3 separate regions of the Sus scrofa genome follow, and all the other regions are linked to region 2. A link is a contact called in public Hi-C data. All regions are on one chromosome and are shown on one strand. Each heading gives the region's core, a stretch centred on a gene start, on an enhancer-like site or on the middle of the called end of the contact. The rest is flanking DNA. Distances are from core to core; before and after follow the strand shown. Region 1 has its middle 280 kb from the start of WDR72. Region 2 has its middle 240 kb from the start of ONECUT1. Region 3 has its middle 230 kb from the start of WDR72.

Region 1 (3,122 bases), core at 535-3,034, 450 kb after region 2:
CTATGAAAAATGAGAAAATTAAGCTTTAGGGAAAATGGCAAACTGTATAAGGTCATAGCACTCGTGAATGCCGGGGCCAAGATTTAAACCCAGGTATGATTCCAAAATACACACATCGGAGTGATTAGTCTAGGGTTGTGGAACCAGCAAGGGGTCAGGTTGGAACCTGGGCCTGATAGTTCTGACCCCAATCTGGTTCCTTTTTCATTGTCCTAGTCTGCCTGCAACTTTCAAAGATAGTATAGACATTTAATTTCTTTTTAGTTTAAATGAATTGTTTCTATATTAAGAATAATTTTGGTCTGTGTTTACTTTAGTGATTTAAAATCTTCTTACATACAGTTATAGTCTAAATAGAAACATGACAAACCTCTGTGTCTGCTACTTGCTTATAGAATGGTTGCAGTTTCTTTGGAGCATGCAGATATAAAAATGACTCAGTAGGGTGTGATCTTATGTCTATGCCTTGCAAGTTGAGAATCATAACAAGGCCTATGATAATTAAATACTGGTAGAGCTCCAGAGGCATAAAAAAGTGAGTTATGGAAAGAGTAGATCACAGGGATAACAAAGAAGGGGCGGGCCTGACTAGTATATACCAGCCTTCTTTCCTTTGGAGGTCTGCAGTGGCCTCGCAGTGCATTTCAGCACAGAACTCCAGGCAGCTAGACCATGGTTAGCCCTAGAGAGGAAAGCTATTTGGCATCCTGGACTGTGGAGTGGGAGAGACTTAGTTCCCAAACCTAGAAGAGCTACTCATTGGCTGAGTGGCCCCAAGAAAGTTACTTAACCTTGGAACTCCTCAGTCAGGTTATTATTCAATAGAGATAATGAAAGTACCTTCTTTCCAGAGTTGTTGTGAGGGATAAAATAAGATACATGCAGCAAAGGATCTGAATCAACATTAATTATCCTTGAAAAGAAAGCAGAGACAATCTCTATTTAACTTTTTTTGCAATTAAAAAATCATCCAGAAAATAAAAAATAATAAAGAAGACTCCAATATCTCTCCAAATATACATTTTTTTAAATTTATGGGCTTAATCAGAATAATTATGAGTTGTGGCGCTCCTGTCATGGCTCAGAGGTTAATGAATACGACTAGCATCCATGAGGATGCGGGTTGGATCCCTTGCCTTGCTCAGTGGCTTAAGGATCCAGCGTTGCCATGAGCTGTCGTGTAGGTCACAGATGTGGCTTGGATCCAGTGTTGCTGTGGCTGTGGTGTAGGCCAGCAGCTACAGCTCCAATCAGGCCCCTAGTCTGGGAACTCCATATGCTGAGGGTGTGGCCCTAAAAAAAACAAGACAAAAAAAAAAAAAAAAAAAAAAAAGGAATAATTCTGAGTTTTCAGAGTTTTTTTTTTTTTTTTTTTTCTTTTTAAATGTGTGATATCATCAGTTCATGGGATCTAGTGTCAGCCAGACTTAGGTTTGAGTTACATTTCTGTGGTCATTTACGTGGTAAGAGTGAATTGCTTAACTTTGCTAAACTTCAATTTCCTTGTCTATAAAACAGGGATAACATTACCTATATCATGAAATTATTATGAGAGTAAAAAAAGGCAAAGCATATATGCCATAAACCATTTGGTAAATATTCATTGTAAACATTCCTGCAAGGCAGGTCCCTAAGGGGCACCTGTGTACATTCCAGTGAAAGGAGACATCTGGCCATGACACTGCACTTTGAGCTTGTCCTGTTTTGCGTGGCCATTGTGCTAGCTCCTGTTTACCAAAGGCTGATGAAGTTACTCAGTTCTTGTCCTTGACTACTTCCTGGCCCTTGTGCAATATCTCCTGATTTGAGGTTGGGTTCCTGCATATCATGTAACTGGCCACAGCAGAAGTAGTTATGCTTTAACTTCCTTTAGTACTCAATGTTATGAACTATCAAGTGGAAAGAGACTGAAGGGACTAGAGGTCAGGGTTAGAGAATATCAGGTATCCTGTTCTGCCTGATCTTTTGTATTTGATTCAGTAATTACTGATTACCTACCATATAGCAGACTCTAAGGATATAAACAGGACATGTCTCCTACCTCAGGGAGCTTAGAGCTTGGTGATGCTGTGAGAATAAGTTTTCACTTTTATGAACAGTTACACAAAAATTAAGCTAGATATAACAATTCCTTCAAAAAAAAGTGTATTAAGTGTTCATATGTCAACTTCAAGGAGAATAAAAGTATGTTTACTCAAAAGATCCATTGAACTTAAAGAAAATAAATATTTCTTTAAACAGAATTAAAAGGTACCAAGACAGGAGTTCCCTCGTGGTACAGCAGATTGAGGATCCAGCATTGTCCCTGTACGAGCTTGGGTTACTGCTGTGACACAGGTGCAGTCCCTGGCCTACAAACTTCCACATGCTGTGGGTGTGGCCAAAAAAAATCTACCAAGACATATGCACACTTTAATATATGTGTATAATTTTTATTAAATATATATGAAAGTTGAAAATAAAAATTTTTGTCACATACATGTGTACATGCCATAACTATAAAGCTCAGTGACTTTTCACAAACTGGACACTTATGTAAATATTATAGAGATTAAGAAACAAGACCTTACTGGCACTCTAGAATCTGTCCATCAGGCGCTTTCTGGTCTCCACCCCCACGGTAACCAATATCTTGTATTCTAATAAGATAAAATATATTTTTATATCTTTATAATTTATATAAGTAGAATCACATATTGTGGTGTGCAGATCTTAAAAACATTTTCCTGTCAAATTTCAATTCATTATTTGATGGTTCTTTGTTAATCTAAACCAGCCAAGTATGATCCACATGAGGCATATACTTGGAATAAAGTATTCTCAGGCTTGTGTAAAAATCGCCAACTCTTTCTACAAAGGATGATTCATTTGTACCTGAATGTCCTGATCTTGGAGGTTATACTTCAGAATGTGAACTCATTCATTAGAGAATGCTTTATTTGATTGAAGGCCAGGTACTCGCTTCCCAGCAACACAGCTTAAGTAAATGCCCAACTCAGACAGTCAACATTACTGTCTCAAAAATCTTTCATTCTGACATATTATCACACATTTGTCATTAGGGAACTGCATATTCACATATGTCCATAAATATTTGGTCTTTGTAGACCCAGGTTGACCTG
Region 2 (3,354 bases), core at 463-2,962:
TTTTCTCTCTTCTGTAATGCAGGGATAATATTACCTATGTTGTAGTTTTGTTGTGAGGATAAATGAGATCAGGTTTGTAAAAAATGCTAAGGAAGGACAGCATGGCAAGAAGTAAATGCTCAGGAAAGAGAAGCAAGTGTTATATGATCTTTATTACCAGAGACAAGAGAAGTCATTGTTTAGATTATAAAAGTGTGAGTAGTAAATATGCTGAAGAATCTGTAAAGCGAGGGTAGCCACAGTCTGTGAAGATTTCTATCACTTGCATAAACAGAATTTGAGTGTTCAAGACTGGTCACAAGATCTTATGGAAGAGTCCCAGGGAACTGGACTGTCCAAATCTTTTTATCCTGCCAGAATGATTGCCATTATAGAGTCTATGTCAATCTCAACAACAAAACAAGTTACTAACAGTGTAACAAGTTGGCCAATCAAATAGATATTGAGTAGATATTTGACTGCCAAAATATATGATGCCAAGCCATTGGTTTGGCAACTGTTTTTTTTTTTTTTAACTTAATTGACTGATTTTTATGGGTTGAATTGGTTGCCATTACATAGATGTAGCCACCAGCCTGGCGGTATATATTTATATAAGAAATGTGTATTTAACTTATGGTAAAGGGACAAATAAGAAATTATAGCAAAATGATAGTTATTAAATGCATGCCAAAGGCTTATCAAATATTGGCTTGTCAAAGACAAGCAATTGATGTTGGGAAGGGATGTGGAGAAGAGAAGGAAATACATCGATAAGTAAAATTGGTTGCTACTTTCCAACTTCCAGCCTATTGGATTTATCCCATAAATCTATCTGTTCACAAATTGTTGTTACAGCTATAAACTATTGAAAATGTTAATTGATTGGTAAATTGATTCTTTATGTTCAGGATTTTCTTTGACAAGAAGAGCAAACAAATGCTGGATAATTTCTGTTTATTTTATTCAGGGTCTCATGGTTCTTTATCACATTTATTCACAATAGAAAAAAATGAAATAAATTTTGGAAATATACCAGGCCCAGATCTGTGTTCAAAAATAAATTACTGCTTAAGGGGCTAGAAGACAAAGTGATATTACGTGGTTAATTTGCTCAGTTATGAAAGGACCTCCAGGGTATTGGGTTATGAAAAACAATGGTTATTTTGAGAGAAATTGGAGCCAAATTGGGTGGATTTTAAACACTTTCTGACATGTTTAGTATTGGATGCGATGTCTAGGTTGTCTAGGGGGTGGGAGGCCCTATCCCATTGTCTGTTCTATCCACTTTGGGGAAATGCTCTTTCCTCTGACTCTATTCTGAACATGGGCATTTCTCTAGATTGCTTTCTTGGAAATGGCAACAGAAAATGGTAGCAATAATAGGTTTTTAGGTGTTTGGCAGTGAATCATGCCATTTTATAAATTCATCTCCTTACACTTTATTTCCTTGCTGGGAGATAATTTAGACGAATGTCAGCAAGGAAAAAAGAAAGTGATTGGTGATTCCACCTCCCTCAGTAAGGCAAATTCCTAATTTTCTGTCTTTTATCTTTTGCCATTCTTTTGTGCTCCTCTTTGGCCTTGTCAAAACATATCGTTCAGTTAGAGACTAAAAATATTTTCCCATCGATTGGGGTTATTGATTTTTTTTAATCTGTACTTTGGCTTGAAGAGCGCGGGTGAAGGGTGAAAGTTCACCAGCTTAGTCTGCCGTTTTATCTGGACAGCAGAAGAATGTATTGGCAGCAGATTTGATTTACCTTGTTGGGCAGTTGTAGACACTTCAGCCACTGAAGACAATCCACTAGCATGTCCTACTGTGGATGCCCCCCCCCCTTTTGGGATACAGAAACTCCTGAAAAATCCCCCTTCCCATTGATTTTATCTGCTTCCAAGGCAGAATATGTACTTTTTCTTTTCCTTTTTAGGATTCCAAATTAGGCCTTTTTGTGATGTCATGGTACTTTCTGGACTCATAGTAAATAAAGCAGGATTCATGTGTTTGCAGGGGTTTGGCTACTCTTCACATTTAGCTTACTTGGATCATGCTCATTCATGATGTTACAGCAAAATCTGATGTGATTGGATCAAATTTTGAGATCTCCCATCTCCCTATTACAGCTGGTCAGACGCATGTGCTCAGGGCAGTGTTTGACTTCAATTCTAGGTCCTAAGATGGCATGTAAAACTTCCTAATGAACTCCAGGAGCATGGAAGGTGATGCCATAGCCATTGTCAGAGAGGAAGAACAGTGTCATGACTGAAAGTAGGGCTTCTTTCTATTAGAATCCCAACCTTAGTGCTTGCCAGTTGGGTGGGCCTGAGAAAGTTGCCTAAACGCTTGATGCTTAGTTTTTTCATGTGTAAAATGGGGATAGAAATTGTACCTGTTTCATCAAGTGGTTGTAGGGTCATGTGTATAAACACATATAAAAGTCCTGGAATAAGGCCTGGTATGCTGAAAGCTCTCAGTAAATGTCAACTATTACTGTGATTATTGACAAGGGGTGTGTGTTTGTGTGTGTGTGTGTGTGTGTGTGCATGTGCGCACACACGCAGGTGATAAGAAACAAAAATTCACTCGGAGGAAGAAAGAAAGAACTGACTCTTAGTATCAGAGATTTTGAGTCCAATGCCACAGTTGGCTTCCTCACTGCTGCCATAGTTCTGACCATGTGGCCTTGACCACTACGCTGGTTCCTTCTTATATTGGGTGTAGAGGATCTAGGGTGAAACCTGAGGTGGCTGTCAGGTGGGGCTGCTGGGCTCACCTTGCTCTGTGGAGAATCTGTATTTTCAGATCTGCCATAGTATAGCTGGGGCACTTCACTCTCACTTTGGTCTTTGCATCCAGTGTGGTAGCATTCTCAGAAGAGGGAACATCCCAAGGTACCTTGGTGAAAACATGCACTAAAACAGTATTAATGTATTAAAAAGAATGAGCTGTGGGAGTTCCCATTGTATCACAGTGAAAGTGAACCCGACTATCCATGAGGATATGGTTTGATCCTTGGCCTCGCTTAGTAGGTCAGGGATCCGGCATTGCCATGAGCTGTGGTGTAGGTCGCAGACGAGGCTTGGATCCCATGTTGCTGTGGCATAGGCTGGCAGCTGCAGCTCTGATTTGACCCGTAGCCTGGGAACTTCCATATGCTGTGGGTGCAGCCCTAAAAAAAGAAGAAAAGGAAAGAATGAAATGTGTCACTGAACAGGAAGAGAACCAGTACAATTAGTCAAACTCATAACAAATTTACTTGACTGGAAGTGGTTTGGAAGGACACTCAAAATGACTAAATTCATTTGACTGTTTTTAACCCTTTAAAACAAGATAGATTCATGCATCACGAGTGGTTTAAAGCTATAGCCACAAAG
Region 3 (3,221 bases), core at 62-2,561, 510 kb after region 2:
GTTGATTCTATTAGTTTCTCCCAAATGAGTGGAAGTTGATAAAATAGTTTCATGCTTTTCAAATTGTAGTTCTCATACCCCTAGTGAAAAACTGGGGACCACAGATAAGACATGCAGTTATAAAAGACTCTAAATGATTCCACAGAATCTAAGTACAAAGCCTGCAGGTGTACAGACTGCACTGTAATATCTAAATTCTTTTTACACAGCTTACTAGCTATGTGACCTTTGGAAAATTACCAAGCTTTCTATGTTTTTGTTTCCTCATCTATAAAATGAGACTAGAAACTGTCTCATAAAATGGCTGTTAAGATTAAGAAACAATGCCTGAACAGTTTTTTTTTGTTTTGTTTTTTTGTTTAAATAAATTGAATAAAATAAAAAAGAAATTTATTGAACTCCACCATTAAGTTCAATTAATGGATTCAGTTACCATAGAGTTTCTGTCCAACTATAAGAATTTTTTGTCTACAAAATAGTTAAAGCTTTCTCTTTATTTCCTTTCCTATTGTATAAAATTTAAATATCCATTTACCTTTGATATCTACTGTGCAAAGAGGTTGTAAAGTACTTAAGCAAAATACACCCCAGAATGTTCAGTAAATGTTAGCTATTAAAATGTTAGGGGGAGTCCAAGATGACAGCATAGGAACTCATCCTGAACTCATCTCTTCCCAGGGACACACCACATCTACAGCTATATATGGATTATTTTCCTCTGAAAAAAATCTGAAAACTAGATGAACTGCTGTCTTCAACAAGGGATAAAAGGACTGTATGATGACCCGCCCCTGGGACATATGTAAACAATAGAGAAGGATCGCACCAGATGGGTGCTTCTCCTGGAGGAAACTGGTTGCCGCCCACATCAGGCATCGCAGCCCCTGGGATTTGCACTGAAGAGACAGGCCCCCCAAATGTCTGGCTTGGAAAAGCAACAGAGCTGATATCCAAGGGACCTAAGTGCTGTAGGAAACTGAGATTCCCCTCTCCAAGGGCTTGTATGAGGTCTCACTTGGCCTGAGACCCAGTGAAAAACCCACAGTTTGAAAGAAGCCTAGACTATATGTAAAGGAGATTCATTCGCTAATCTAAAAAGGATTGGCTGGAGAAGTGGAAAGCAGTCAGAATACTCCCTGGTGACAGAGGCTTTGGCAAATGCTATCATTGCATCCTCAACCTAACCTGATGGCAGAAGCCACAAGCTTAAATGTGGCACCTTCTGGCCATGTTTCTAAAACAGGTTGGGGAGGGCACTCAGGTCAGGTACTATCCTGCTGCCTTGCTGAAGCCAGACAGGTCAGGCAGTTGTGGCACTTCGTTGCTCCTTGGCAGGGGGCAGTGAACAGGAATAGGGGCAGCATTATACTGCCCTCTAGCTAATGTCCGTGCACATGGGCAATTGTAACACTCCAGGACACTCCCCCACAAAAAAAGGCAACTTACTGAATAGGAGAAGATATTAGCAAATCATATTTCTGATATGAGATTAACATCCAAAATATAACTTAAAAATTTTCTGTAACTCAATAACAAAACCACGAACAATCTGATTTTTTTTTTTTTTGAGGATCTGAATAGACATTTTTTTTTTTTCCAAAGAAGGCATACTGATGGCCAATGGGAACAGGAAAAGATGCTCAACATCACTAATAATCAGGGAAATGCAAATCAAAACAACACTGAGATATTACCTTATATTTGTCAGAATGGCTATTATGAAAAAGACAAGAAATAACAAGTGTTGGTAAGAATGTGGAGAAAAGGGAACCCCCCAACGCTGTTGGTGGGAATGTAAATTAGTACAACTACTATGGAAAACAGTATGAAGTTTCCTCAAAATGTTAAGAATAAAGCTCCCATATGATTCAACAATTTCACTACTGAGTATCTATCTGAGGAAAAGTTATACACTAATTTGAAAAGATATATGCACCCTGTGTTTACTGAAGCATTGTTTATATTAGTCAAGATATAGAAAAAACTTAACTATCCATAAACAAATGATTGAATAAAGAAGATGTGGTATATAGATGTGAATAGATAGGTAGAGATATAGGAATACTACTCAGCCATAAAAAATAATGAAATTTTGCCGTTTGCAACAATGTGGACAGAGCTCAAGGGTGTTACACTAAGTAACAAATCCCAGGCAGAGAAGGGGAAATATCTCATTACTTCCCTTGTATATGTAATCTAAAGAAAAGAAAACAAACAAACAAAAAAAAACAGAACAAAATCCCACACTCATAGATACAGAGAAGAGTTTGGTTGTTGCCATAGGGAGGGCATTTGGAGGGAGGTGAAATGGGTAAAGGGGATTAAGAAGTACAAACTTCCAGAGATAAAAATAAGTAAGACATGGGGATGTAATATACAGCATGGGAGATATAGTCAATAATATTAAGTTTATAAGGTGACAGATGGTAACTAGATTTAGTATGGTGACAATCTTACAATGTATATAAATGTTTAATCACCGTTTGTACACTTGAAACTAATATAATATTGCATTTCAGTTGTACCTCACTAAAAATCAATTTAAATAGAAAATAAAATTTTACATATTTAGCCAACATAAATGTGCATGCATGCAAAATTTAAATGACTTTTTGAAATAAACTTCAAGATGTCAGAATTTCATATTTATTGTGCGCTACCTTGAGACTACTTTTGTGTACTAGTTTTTTTCTTCTGAGAATAGTTTGGTAAATTTTTGAGAAGTGTAGATATAGGTGGTCTTCCACGCCACTGAACAGGTATGCAGATATAGAATATCTTTGACCAATACTCATAGATGCTTTCCAAAAAATCTTATGAATAGCTACAAACCCAATATCATTTTCAGCTGTTTAGTTTAATAATCTTACACTCACTAATCACATATTGCACTCATTAATCATGTTACAAAGGAAGACCATTAATAGCTGTGACCAGACATGCAGAAAAATCCCCTGCCTGAAAGTCACACCTGCTGGATTACTGTGTACACTGGTTATGGCTAGCTGCGATAGGATAGCATCAAATGGGTGACCTCACTGCAGAGTTCAGAGGAACCACATAACCTGGGTAATTTCCTGGGCTGTGCTCCTGAACAACCAGAGAGATACAAAGTTAGGACCACATACAGGGCAAAAGAGATGAGACACTCAAAGATGCCAGATAACTCTTTTTGTAAATAAATTCAGTACACCAACACTTGCTATAATAAAATTAGTAAG

Evidence for each region. A called contact is a pair of places that touch in the nucleus more often than the background predicts.
Region 1: a contact with region 2 is called in a Hi-C map of liver, with 2.3 times the contacts expected there. The contact joins two enhancer-like sites. A contact is called at or near these places in 3 of 47 Hi-C or Micro-C datasets (liver and skeletal muscle).
Region 3: a Hi-C map of liver shows a contact between it and region 2, with 2.5 times the contacts expected there. The contact joins two enhancer-like sites. A contact is called at or near these places in 2 of 47 Hi-C or Micro-C datasets (epiblast stem cells and liver).

What each region holds. Positions count from the first base shown.
Region 1 is chr1:118,228,758-118,231,879 of Sscrofa11.1, reverse strand. No RefSeq gene overlaps it. Among named protein-coding and RNA genes, the nearest start is that of WDR72, 280 kb to the right of the region's middle. Within about 2 kb of position 1,784, at least 5 of the 83 cell types and tissues checked have an H3K27ac peak or open chromatin away from gene starts, as enhancers often do. A contact at or near this core is called in liver, where this site is marked.
Region 2 is chr1:118,675,664-118,679,017 of Sscrofa11.1, reverse strand. No RefSeq gene overlaps it. Among named protein-coding and RNA genes, the nearest start is that of ONECUT1, 240 kb to the left of the region's middle. Within about 2 kb of position 1,712, at least 2 of the 83 cell types and tissues checked have an H3K27ac peak or open chromatin away from gene starts, as enhancers often do. A contact at or near this core is called in liver, where this site is marked.
Region 3 is chr1:118,169,956-118,173,176 of Sscrofa11.1, reverse strand. No RefSeq gene overlaps it. Among named protein-coding and RNA genes, the nearest start is that of WDR72, 230 kb to the right of the region's middle. Within about 2 kb of position 1,311, at least 2 of the 83 cell types and tissues checked have an H3K27ac peak or open chromatin away from gene starts, as enhancers often do. A contact at or near this core is called in liver, where this site is marked.